3 separate regions of the Mus musculus genome follow, and all the other regions are linked to region 2. The links are chromatin contacts, called in public Hi-C maps. All regions are on one chromosome and are shown on one strand. The core of a region is the stretch at or near the end of the contact, and the rest is flanking DNA. Distances in the headings are between cores, read along the strand shown. Region 1 has its middle 55 kb from the start of Gm4470. Region 2 overlaps Tcf7l2 (transcription factor 7 like 2, T cell specific, HMG box). Region 3 overlaps Tcf7l2 (transcription factor 7 like 2, T cell specific, HMG box).

The links. A called contact is a pair of places that touch in the nucleus more often than the background predicts.
Region 1: a Hi-C map of the N1E-115 cell line shows a contact between it and region 2, with 2.1 times the contacts expected there. The contact joins two enhancer-like sites. A contact is called at or near these places in 1 of 15 datasets of contacts at CTCF or cohesin (the NIH/3T3 cell line) and 1 of 484 Hi-C or Micro-C datasets (the N1E-115 cell line).
Region 3: a Hi-C map of the N1E-115 cell line shows a contact between it and region 2, with 2.8 times the contacts expected there. The contact joins two enhancer-like sites. A contact is called at or near these places in 1 of 39 promoter capture datasets (the SN4741 cell line), 1 of 15 datasets of contacts at CTCF or cohesin (the NIH/3T3 cell line), 3 of 484 Hi-C or Micro-C datasets (the N1E-115 cell line, myocytes and ventricular fibroblasts), 2 of 115 datasets of contacts at active chromatin or transcription factors (embryonic fibroblasts and forebrain) and 3 of 9 other capture datasets (adipose tissue, liver and pancreatic islet).

Annotation. Positions count from the first base shown.
Region 1 is chr19:56,021,116-56,024,726 of GRCm38.p6, forward strand. No RefSeq gene overlaps it. Among named protein-coding and RNA genes, the nearest start is that of Gm4470, 55 kb to the right of the region's middle. Within about 2 kb of position 1,411, at least 61 of the 459 cell types and tissues checked have an H3K27ac peak or open chromatin away from gene starts, as enhancers often do. A contact at or near this core is called in the N1E-115 cell line, where this site is marked.
Region 2 is chr19:55,773,256-55,776,494 of GRCm38.p6, forward strand. All of the region lies in intron 4 of Tcf7l2 (transcription factor 7 like 2, T cell specific, HMG box), which reads left to right. Among named protein-coding and RNA genes, the nearest start is that of Gm31734, 32 kb to the left of the region's middle. Within about 2 kb of position 1,311, at least 49 of the 459 cell types and tissues checked have an H3K27ac peak or open chromatin away from gene starts, as enhancers often do. A contact at or near this core is called in the N1E-115 cell line, where this site is marked.
Region 3 is chr19:55,907,275-55,910,617 of GRCm38.p6, forward strand. Tcf7l2 (transcription factor 7 like 2, T cell specific, HMG box) reads left to right here. Exons shown (of 15, transcript NM_001331146.1): 6 at 1,149-1,281; 7 at 3,305-3,343. Among named protein-coding and RNA genes, the nearest start is that of Gm52391, 29 kb to the right of the region's middle. Within about 2 kb of position 1,872, at least 9 of the 459 cell types and tissues checked have an H3K27ac peak or open chromatin away from gene starts, as enhancers often do. A contact at or near this core is called in the N1E-115 cell line, where this site is marked.

The sequences.
Region 1 (3,611 bases), core at 161-2,660, 250 kb after region 2:
ATGGGCAACTCATACAAATCCCATTTATCCCACTTTGTTGTTCATATCCAAATGTGGCTCATGCTGCCTTCATTGCTCTTAAGGTCCCTTTTCTAGAGAGAACCTCAGGTATTTCCCTACAGACTTGAAGGAAGCTAAAAACCCAAACTTCAGAGTTTAAGAGAGATTCTGTGAGTCTCTCAGCTCCAGCCCATAACCATAGTATATGACAATGGTATATGACATAGTATATGACAATGGTATATGACATAGTATATGACAATGGTCTGTTTCTACTCTTCTGGAGCAACAGAGGAACAGGTCAAGGGTCACACCATTTTAATTCTTCCTGGAAGTCATTGGCAGAAGTGTGCAGAGGAGAAAATCCTCCTTCATGCAAGAGGCAAGGCAGATAAATATGTCTATGCAGGAATGCGTTGCTATTTTGACCCACTGGCCATCGATCTACACTTCCTCATCTTGATTTGGTGTATTCAGCTGCACAGCGGGGCTATCCTGTAACTCAGATGGGTCAGATGTCAAAGGATGTGCCAGGTCCCAGTGGATCTTGTCTGCGTCTTGAGAAGGTGCACCCAGCAGAAGCATGAGGTGGGTATTGTTGCCTGGACCTCCTGCCTGCTCTTCCTGTGTCTGAGTCTGGAAGACTTGGGAAGCACACATGGGATTTCATTCCCAAAGGTTCTCCATGGAGGCCACCCCCTCAAAGTGGACATGCCACGTGCACAACAGATTAAGTAAGAGCAGCCTCTCAGCCATCCCCATTCATATGGCTGCTGAAGATAAAATGAGCGGTGGATGTGAAAGGGCTTTGGGAATGACCGCATGTGATGGTTGCCAAGTTAGTGAGCTACAGTAACCGCTACGCTAGCAGTGCATTCTGCGGCTGGGGAAGGGGCCACTTGCAAATGAAAGTCCTGTGTTCCCCTTTCTTTGGTTCATATCTGCAATTTTGCTGTCTTGCTCAGGAGCGTCGAACCATTTTGAACAGGCATTGTCATTATTTCTCAAATCTCTGGCCTCTGGATAGTTTGCAATGTTGGCTCAAGTTCATGTATAGACAGGAGGTATTTGGTGAGCCTCAGAGGGCAGAATGCTTCTCCCTAAGATGGGGCTGGGACACAGGAAGAGAACCCAGAGACAAAGAGAAGAAGGTGCCAAGTGTCATGGCTGGTCCATGGAGACCAGCCAGAGATGAATTAAGCATGACATCCTATGGAAAACCAAACAAACAAAAAACCCCACACCAAACACAAGGGCCTGGCTTTCATTTAACAGTCAATCAAAAGGCGCAGAAAGCTCAGGCTTCTTTCTGATGAGGAAACCAGATATGCGAGGCAGTCAGGCCTGCGGTGAGTCAAGGGGAGGAGGCAGCATAATGACTCGGCTTGTCCGTGACCATTTGGCTTGTAGCAATCATCACAGGCCTGGACTGCTTCAAGGAAGGAGCCAGGGATGAGCAGGGAGCCAGCAGCAGGGCCTCATGTTCTGTGTGATGTAAACACCATACATCTGGGCACCTCATGTTCTTATACCTTAGGATGAGGAAGAAACCAGCACTGATGACAGATGAGGCAGGCTTGAGAGGAGGGAGCTGGAAGCAGCAGCAGAAGATGATGAAAACGTTTAGATAATGTGGTGTGGGCTCCAGAAAAGGAGAGCAAGGCTGCCTGGGCTGGAGACTTCCACAGCTTTCAGATCTGAGTTGGCAGTGCGGAATGAGGACTACAGTTGGTCACCAGTGGCAGCAATAACCGCAGAAGCTGTGGAGAGTGAAGGGAGCATTTTGCTGCCCAATGCTGTCCTTGGACCGAGGCAAAGTGTGGCTGTGATTACCACTACTGTCTGCTGAGTGTTGTCTATTGGGCTCTCCAGTCTAGATCATTCCCAAGGGCTGCCTCTGCCTTGTCTCTCCATTAGTGAATGGATTTGTAAATGACCCAAATACGGTCAACGAAGTCATGGTAGATCCATGCTGGGCAAAGGATAGACAGTCCTCCCGGTAGAAGAGCTAAGCGTTGAGGCTGAGATGTTAGATTTTACTCCAGCTGGGTTTCATACTCAGTAAAGAAGGTCTGTAGGGTTGAACCTTCCAGTTGGTACCAGTTTAATTTCTCTATGTCCTATTATTCAAGTATGTGGGGTCTTCAGCAATAGGCTCTTCCCACCAAGGGAAGGGTATCCAAGAGCAATGGCAACAGCGTGTTGTGTTTGCAGGGGAATCTAAAGGACTCCACTGACTGACATCAGGAAAGTAGCTGACCCACGCCCAACGCTTGGCCTTTTATTTCAGCATTGCCCCCTATTACACGATAACACCATTTAAGCTCCCTGCATATCTAAGAAGTTTCTAGCTTTTGAGGAACCTCTACACTGATTTCCACAGTGACTAGAGCAGTTTAAGTCAACAGTGAAACAAAACCTGCCAGACCCAGCAGCACTGTTGCATATTGGAGCTCATAGCTGTCAGGACTGAGCCAGATCAAGCTAGCCAGAATGGCAGCATTGGCCAGGAAGGTCCTGCTTAGGTTTGTGATAACTTGACAGAAACTAGAGTCATCTGGGAAAATGCCTGCATCAGATTGGCCTGTATGATATTTTCTTGATTGACAATTGATGTGGTAGGTCCCAGCCCACTGTGGGTGGTGCCATCCCCTGGGAAGAAAGTCTTTGGTCATATAAGGGAGCCGACTGGAAAAGCCATGGTGAGTGTGAGCCAGTAAGCAGCGTTGCTCCATGGTCTCTGCTTCATTTTCTTCCTCCAGGTTCCTGCCTTGAGTTCCTGCTCTGACTTCCCTCAGTGGTGGACTGTGACCCAAGAGTTGCATGGAAACATACACTCTTTCTTCCCAAGTTTCTTTTGGTCATGGCGTTTAACATAGCACTAGCCACCTATAGGGCAGGAAGGGCTCATGAAGTCCTACCCCCGGTTGAGAAGCTATTTGCAATTGTCTGCTAAGGGAGAAAGAGGGAAGGGGAGGGTAGAAGGGAAGGAGGAAGGGAGGGAGGGAGGGTAGAGAGAGAGAGAGAGAGAGAGAGAGAGAGAGAGAGAGAGAGAGAGAGAGACTACCTGTGTCTTCAGTGGATGGTCCTAACCCCCGATACAGGGAGCACTTAGTGGACTCAGTGTGTTACAAATAAAAAAAAAAGAATACATGAAGTTCAGAGGAGAAATTGGTAGGAGAGAAAAAGGAGGAACTACAGGAAAAGAACAAGAGTTGGATTTGATCAAAACACCTCATATGAATGTATGAGGTTCTCAAAGAACACATTGTTGTTGTGAAGAGAAGAGAGAACTCATGCAAATACTAAAAATAGTCCTTACAACTATTAAATTATAAACAGGTACATTGAAAGAAATATTTTAGGCTAATGGCTATTCATGCAGGATTTATAACTTGTGAATAAAAAGGGGAGTTACACTAAAAATGTCTGTCTAGTGTGGGAAAGAACCAGGTCATTATCAAAGAACAGCAACTGCAGAGACGTGGATTAAGAGCCAGGTGCCACCGCTTGGGTCCCTAGCTTCAGTCATGATGGAGGACAGCTGTGCTCTCCTTTCTTAAGTGGTCTGCGGAAGTCTTTTTGTGTAAGCTGATTTGGACTGAGCTTTG
Region 2 (3,239 bases), core at 61-2,560:
CTGCTCTGTGGATGAGTTTAGCCATAGTGCAGTTTCATTTAGGGTTAAATGAGACAGCATTCAAGCATCCTGGATGTAGGGGCCAGCACCAAGCAACAGTGGTTACTGTTGTCTGCAGGGAGCAGCACTGTACTCCGGGTCACAGAGCAGCTTGGGTTCCTTGGCTCATTCTTCCTTTCGCAAAGTAGATAGACTATATAGTGGACTTTCCTATGTCTTCTCACTCCATCTTTTATGGGTACCTTTCTTCTGCTTCTCAGAGCCATCAGGGGTGAATTCTGCCCAAATAAACAGATTTCAAAACAGGGCTTTGAATTAAACTTCAGACTCATTCTATTGAATGAAGCAAATTCACTTATTACTACGAATTTAACTCCCGTTGGAGCCAGTATGTATGTGTAAACACATACATCGATCTCTTTCTTCTTTCTCTTGTATTACTACGAGGATCAGTTTCTTCTGGCTAAATTCCAGGAACAACATGCCTGTCTTGTTTCATCGTTGAGGGAAAACAGTCTGAAGGCACCATAATTCCTTAAATTGGATTTCAATTCTTGATCCCCTTATAGTCAGTAAACAGAGTGTTCTATGAAGCACTGTTTAGAAGCAAGACACTGTCGGCTTTGCTGTGTGCAGTGTTGGAGCTCTGTGGGCTGAGGCTAGGAGTGGGGGTTTGGAGGTGGGGGTGACCCTCGGGAGCGAATGCCTCCTGATGTAGGCCTATGTTGAGGGCATTAATCACTTCAGAAAAAACGCTGGCATAAGTTGGGAAGGTTGTCTGTTAGTGATCTGTCTGGAGTTCAGCATGCAAGGTGTGTGTGCGTGTGCATTTGCGTGTGCATGCTTGTGTGTGTGTGTGTGTGTGTGTGTGTGTGTGTGTGTGTGTGTGTGTGTGTGAGTGTGTGTGCCATCTGTCTGTCTGTCTTGTTAACTCTATTAGTGCCATGGCAGCTTCTGCATTGCCACTTGAAAGCCTTGAAATTCCTATATTCAAATCAAAGGCACCCTGAAGCCCAGATAAAGGCGACAGTGTGATCTTCAAAGATGAAGGACTAAGGCAGCAGTGGGGGATAGTTTTCTGGGTAATTCTGCCTCCCCACCCATTTTTAGAAACAGTGAGAGTGTGGCTGCTCCTTCTCATCTGTTTTGTGGGTATATGGGCTCTGGTCGAGCCCTCAGCTGTTTGTGGATAAGGAGGTGGATGACTCAAAGCAAGCAAAATGGAAATGCGTTGGCCAGATCTGCAATTGCTCCTGGGAGTAGGCTCTGCCTTCCTCTCTCCTTTCCTCCCTTCTTTCTCTGAGCTGCTTTCATTTGAGAGCGCTGGCTTGGCACCCACTCACCCAAGAACTGATTAGTTCCTGAAAGCAGAGGACCAATCGCTCACAGAAATGATGTCAGCTTTGCTCTGGGGTACATCAACTTGGATTTCTCATGCTTTATCTTATAAAGCCTAAATTAACAGCTGGTTTGGTTTGAGTTCTCCGGGATCTGACTAAGGGATTAGAGTCCATTCTCAAGTGAGTCAATCTAGTTTAATTTATTTCAGGTCTATCAAAAAAGATCAATCAAAGCTCTTTTGAAAGTAAAGCTATAATCGGCCTGCACACTTATAAGTCACTGCTGTTGTAGCACTCGGTTGAAAAAAACTGCTCAGGCTGTGTCTTAAGATGATGTACCCCCCCCCCCTTCCTTCTGGCCTCTATACTCCCCTGGAAGGTTTTGAGGAAGTGTCATTTTGAGAACTTTGCTGAGATGGTCGCTCTGCCTCCCGCTGCTTCCTTTTCTTGGGCAACGCAAAGTTCCTGGTTTGTAGATTTCTAGTTGGATGTGATTTAATACCCGGAGGTGAACAAGTCCAGCCTGTTTCATGTCTGTGGCTTTGCTCCTGGGCTTGGAGAGATTGGTGGGTAAAGACACACGTTGAATTCTTTCTCCAAAACATCTTGAGAGATGAATTACTCTTGTACTTTGCAAGGCTTAAGGTAGAAGCGTATTCTGTAGAGGTTGATCTTGACTTTGTGAGCTGGGAACTACAGATTGATCATTGTTTTTGCAGTGCAGTTAAAAAAAAAAAAGGCAGAGAACTGTTCTAGATGCACACGATATACCCAGAGAGATGTGGAGCTTAAGGAGGCAGGTGACTGTGAGCTGGACCTGAGCCAGGCAGACCTGTCTGTCAGCCCTGGCTATACAGTGTGGGACCGTACCTCAGCTCGAGCTGGCACCCCAATTTCTGTTTCCTCGTCTATAAAACTGGTTCAATAAAATGATCTCTCTCAAGTGGTTATTGCCCAAATGAAATAATACTATAATTTTTCCTTTTATCTTTCTTATAAAATAAAGCTACTTACAGACAGCTTTAAGGAACTTGAATCCTTTCTGAAATTATATTCTCTCTCTTTCTCTCTCTCTCTCTCTCTCTCTCTCTCTCTCTGTGTCTCTCTGTGAGTATATGTATGTGACTCTCTCTCTCTGAGTGTATGTGTGTGTGAATGTGAGTGTATGTGTGTGTGAATATATGTGTATATGTGTGTGAGTGTGTGTATGTGCCACGTGTGAAGCCCCCCACTAGCAAGAACTATTTATCAGCTCAGTGGTTAAGAGCACTGGCTGACTGGATTCCCAGCACCCATGTGGCAGCTCACAACTGTGAAACTTTAGACCCAGGGAATCCGCTACCCTCTGCTGGCTGCTGCTACCAGCCATGCATGTAGTGCATGCACCAATAGAAAATAAATTAAAAATTAAAAAAAGAGGAATATTTGTTTAGGCCTGTTATGTGTCAGCTGTGCCTTGCTTGTTAGTGATAATCTACAGTTGATTGGAACCAAATACCAAACAGAAGAAGAATCTACTCTTCTGAATCCCGTGTTTAGTTTTGAGCCCTGTCTCATCTCAATTCAAGACTCACCATTCATCTATGCTCCAAAGAGCCTAGACCACTCTCCACCGGGCTCTTTTAATAGTTCCTTTTCAAAGACTCTAGCCTCAGTTTTTTCAGCACTGAAATGGGACCAGCATTATATCAGGAATTTTGGGGTCTTTATTCTCCTTTTGTGCTTTTGGCTTATGTTTTTGAGATGGTCTCACTGTTAGCTCTGGCTCTCCCGAAGCTTTCTCTGTAGATGAGACTGCCTCAAACTCACAGAGAGCTGCTAGCCTACCTCCCCCTTCCCCCAAGTGCTGGGATTAAAGGTGTGCACCACAACCACCCAGCTTGTATGTATTTATGTGAA
Region 3 (3,343 bases), core at 622-3,121, 130 kb after region 2:
TAAAAAATACTGAAAAGGAAGCTGAAAGGAAGAGAACTAACTGCTCAGTGGTCCCTGAACTCGGGAGGCGCTGGTGGGCAGTGCTGGAACCTGCCTTCTTTTCTTTCTATGCAATTCCTTCTCCTTGATGTTAATGCAACGTGTGCCCTTCCTAGACGTAATAAAAGGAAATGAAGACACGTTCTGAAATGAAACTTGACTCTAATCCATTCATCATCTAATACCAGCCTCTTTATCTTCTCTGCTACCTAATCTGGTTAAATGTCCCTGTTGTAGGATTTTAGTGAAAATCCCCTATTGGGAATAGGGTTTTTTGCAATTGGATTACTCTCAGTAAATGGCCCAGTAGTTCGCTTGTTTCAGCTTAATTTTTTTTTCCTTTGTGATCTTACTGGGCTGAGTTATAGCCCAGCATGGGGGGGGGGGGGGGAGAGCACACAGGGGGGAGGGGAGAGAGACGGGGTTTGTGGAAGGCACTTAGGAATATTTGAGATGTTTTTATTTTCTTTGTTTTCTGCTTCGGCCTCACCGTCTGCCCTGCCCCAATACAACATACACATGTACTTCACCGGCCAGAACTGCCCATTTCTTGAATGTATCCTGCTTATTAGCTCAACTCATCATTGTCCGGTTAATTTATGAGTTCTCCCTGACGGTTGCCTGATGAATATGGAGGTGCTGGCTGGGCCAGAGCTTTCTGGTTAAGCTCAGTCTCCCATTCAAAGGTGGGGCTTTTCACCCAGGTTGAGTGAGTGGACACCTGCTTGCTGTGTCTCTGAGCCCGTGGAACCAGAGGGTGGCTAGGAAGGCTAGAGTGGGATTCTGATCATACTGTGTTCGAAGCCCTCTCTAAGAGGCCTAAGGGATTAAAGCCTCAACTTTCCACTCACCTGCTGATGGGAAAGTGAGATCTTGGGTTCTAATGGTGATGCAGAGGAACTCAGAGGTGGACCTGAAGTAGGCCAGTGTGGAGAGCCAACCGTCTCTTACTTTAAAATGGATTAGCGAGGTGGGGAGTTTGCAGAGTCGAGGGCATCTTATGGCATCAAGCTGGGAGGGTGTTACAGGGGACACTGGCCCTGGCTCTGAAGCTCTGGGCTACGGAGACCCAGCTCACCACGTCTCCCTTTGTTCTCCCTCCCTCACAGTCGAACAAAGTACCGGTGGTGCAACACCCCCACCATGTCCACCCACTCACGCCTCTCATCACGTACAGCAATGAACACTTCACCCCGGGAAATCCACCTCCGCACTTACCAGCTGACGTAGACCCCAAAACAGGTAAGTTGGGGAACTCCGAAGGCCTCAGTCAGGAGCCTGGGCCAGGCATGATGGGTGAAATGGGATCGATGGGGCTCGGGGTGGGAGATGTTCAGATTCACACCTGGGAGCTCTTAGTGGGGCTCGCCTGGTATATGTGCTGGGCTGTGTCCCCCTTCCCTTTGGAGAGATCCACTTACAGGGATAAGATTTATATCTGCACCTTTGGAGTTGGCTGCTTGGGAAAGCTGGCCTTGGTACCTTCCTAAGCAAACTAGGTAGCAATGAGATTACATCATGATTTTGAAGGAGTCCGGACATTTGAGAGTGACTTATATTCTTAAGTGTATTCTTAAGGGACCACATCACCCGGAGTCTGTATTCCTTGCAGATCACTAGACCACTGTGCATTTTCTTCTCCCATTCCAATATCTCGGATGTTTATTGTGAGCCCATTTTACAGATGTACAAACTGAAGCCTAGGAAGGTTTCCTCATTTCATCCAGCAGTGTCATAAGCAGAGGCTGCACACTGCATTCAGTCTCTACACCTGTCAGGAAAAGCAGGTCTAGCTTATAGCGCCCTCTACGTAAGGATCTAGTATGGCAGGCAGCCTCTCTGAGCACTCTGTGTGGATGCTGGATGCAGCCTGGCAGTTTGACTGACTGGAGGAGGCGGCCAAGCCTGCCTGAGGCTCCGCCAAGTAACAAGGCTTCACTTGCAGCAGGCAGCATCTCATTTGAATAATGGTAGGCCAGGGAATAGCTTTTAAATGGTTATCGTAAACCATATGATTAACGTCTGAGGAGTGTTTATTTTCCTCTGCGAACATTCTTTCAAGTGTGCAAATGGCTCAGTGTAGGGTCCAAGCCCAGCTAATCTCTTTGCTTTCTGTAATAGAGAGAAAGCAATGTCTGCGTCAAAATGTCACCCGGGGAGACTTAATTTACAGATTAAAAGTTTCCTGAATGAATTTCTTGAAAATTGAGATAGTTTCCATCTCCGTCCTGCCCCTTCGATCTTGGGTGAGTTCTGACGCACTGTGTCCATTTGGCCTCCCCCTCGGACTGAGCGGCTGGGCAGAGCCATTGCTCTCGAGCTAAATTGCTCTCCGGACTCCTCTTCCTAAGGATGAATGACTAGACATGTGTCCTGTGCAGATAGGAAGTGAGCCGTGGTGTGTACTTTCAGCTTATTCTTCTACAGGCCTCCGGGAGGCTTGCAGCCCCTCTGGCCCATGGAATACCCAGTGAGCAAGTGAGGCTAGTGCCCACATATGCCTCGGCCCTCCAGGGAATCGTGGTCCAGAGCTGAACCCACCAAGCCCCCAGCTTCTTCTATCAGTTCAGTTCTGACTACTGGGGGACAGACACCACCTGACACTCGGTTTCTGCAGATTCTCTTCATGGGAGAATTGGCCAGCTTGAGGAGTCGGGTTTTTTGTAAGGAAATCAGGTCACACCTCTGTGACTCATAGTGAGTTACAAGGCTGCCTGTAATCACAGCACTTAGGAGGCTAAGAAGGCAAGAGGGCTGTGAGTTCAAAGTCAGTGTGGGCTGTATAGTTAAGACTCCTGTCTCAAAACATTAAATTTAATTATTTAAGCCTTACAGATCCGAAATATAGCTCTGACACAGGCAAGCCATCCGAAATAAAGGGTAACTGACCCAGTTCCAAAGCAAAAGGAGTTAATGATTATCAGTTGCTCACCTGAAATATGCCAGTCTTTTTAGATTTTTTTTTTTTGACTTGAAGTAATCACTTTAGTCATATGAGGCAAAAATACCCAAGATGGCGACTCCTTGGTCTCAATCAGTCAATCACTCCAGCCCATCTAGAATGAGCTAACTCACTGTTCAAACGGATCTGTAGGAAAATAAGAAGACTGGGACAGTCCTACCCCCGCACCCCTCCTCCCCAAAAGCCAGGAATGGCCTCCAGCTGAGAAGAGACAGCCCCTTTCCTTATTCGCTCCTTGCTCCCCCTCCCTCCACAGTCCCTCTTCCTCCATACCAAAAAAATCGCTGCTTCTTCTCCTCACAGGAATCCCAAGGCCTCCGCACCCTCCAGATATCTCTCCAT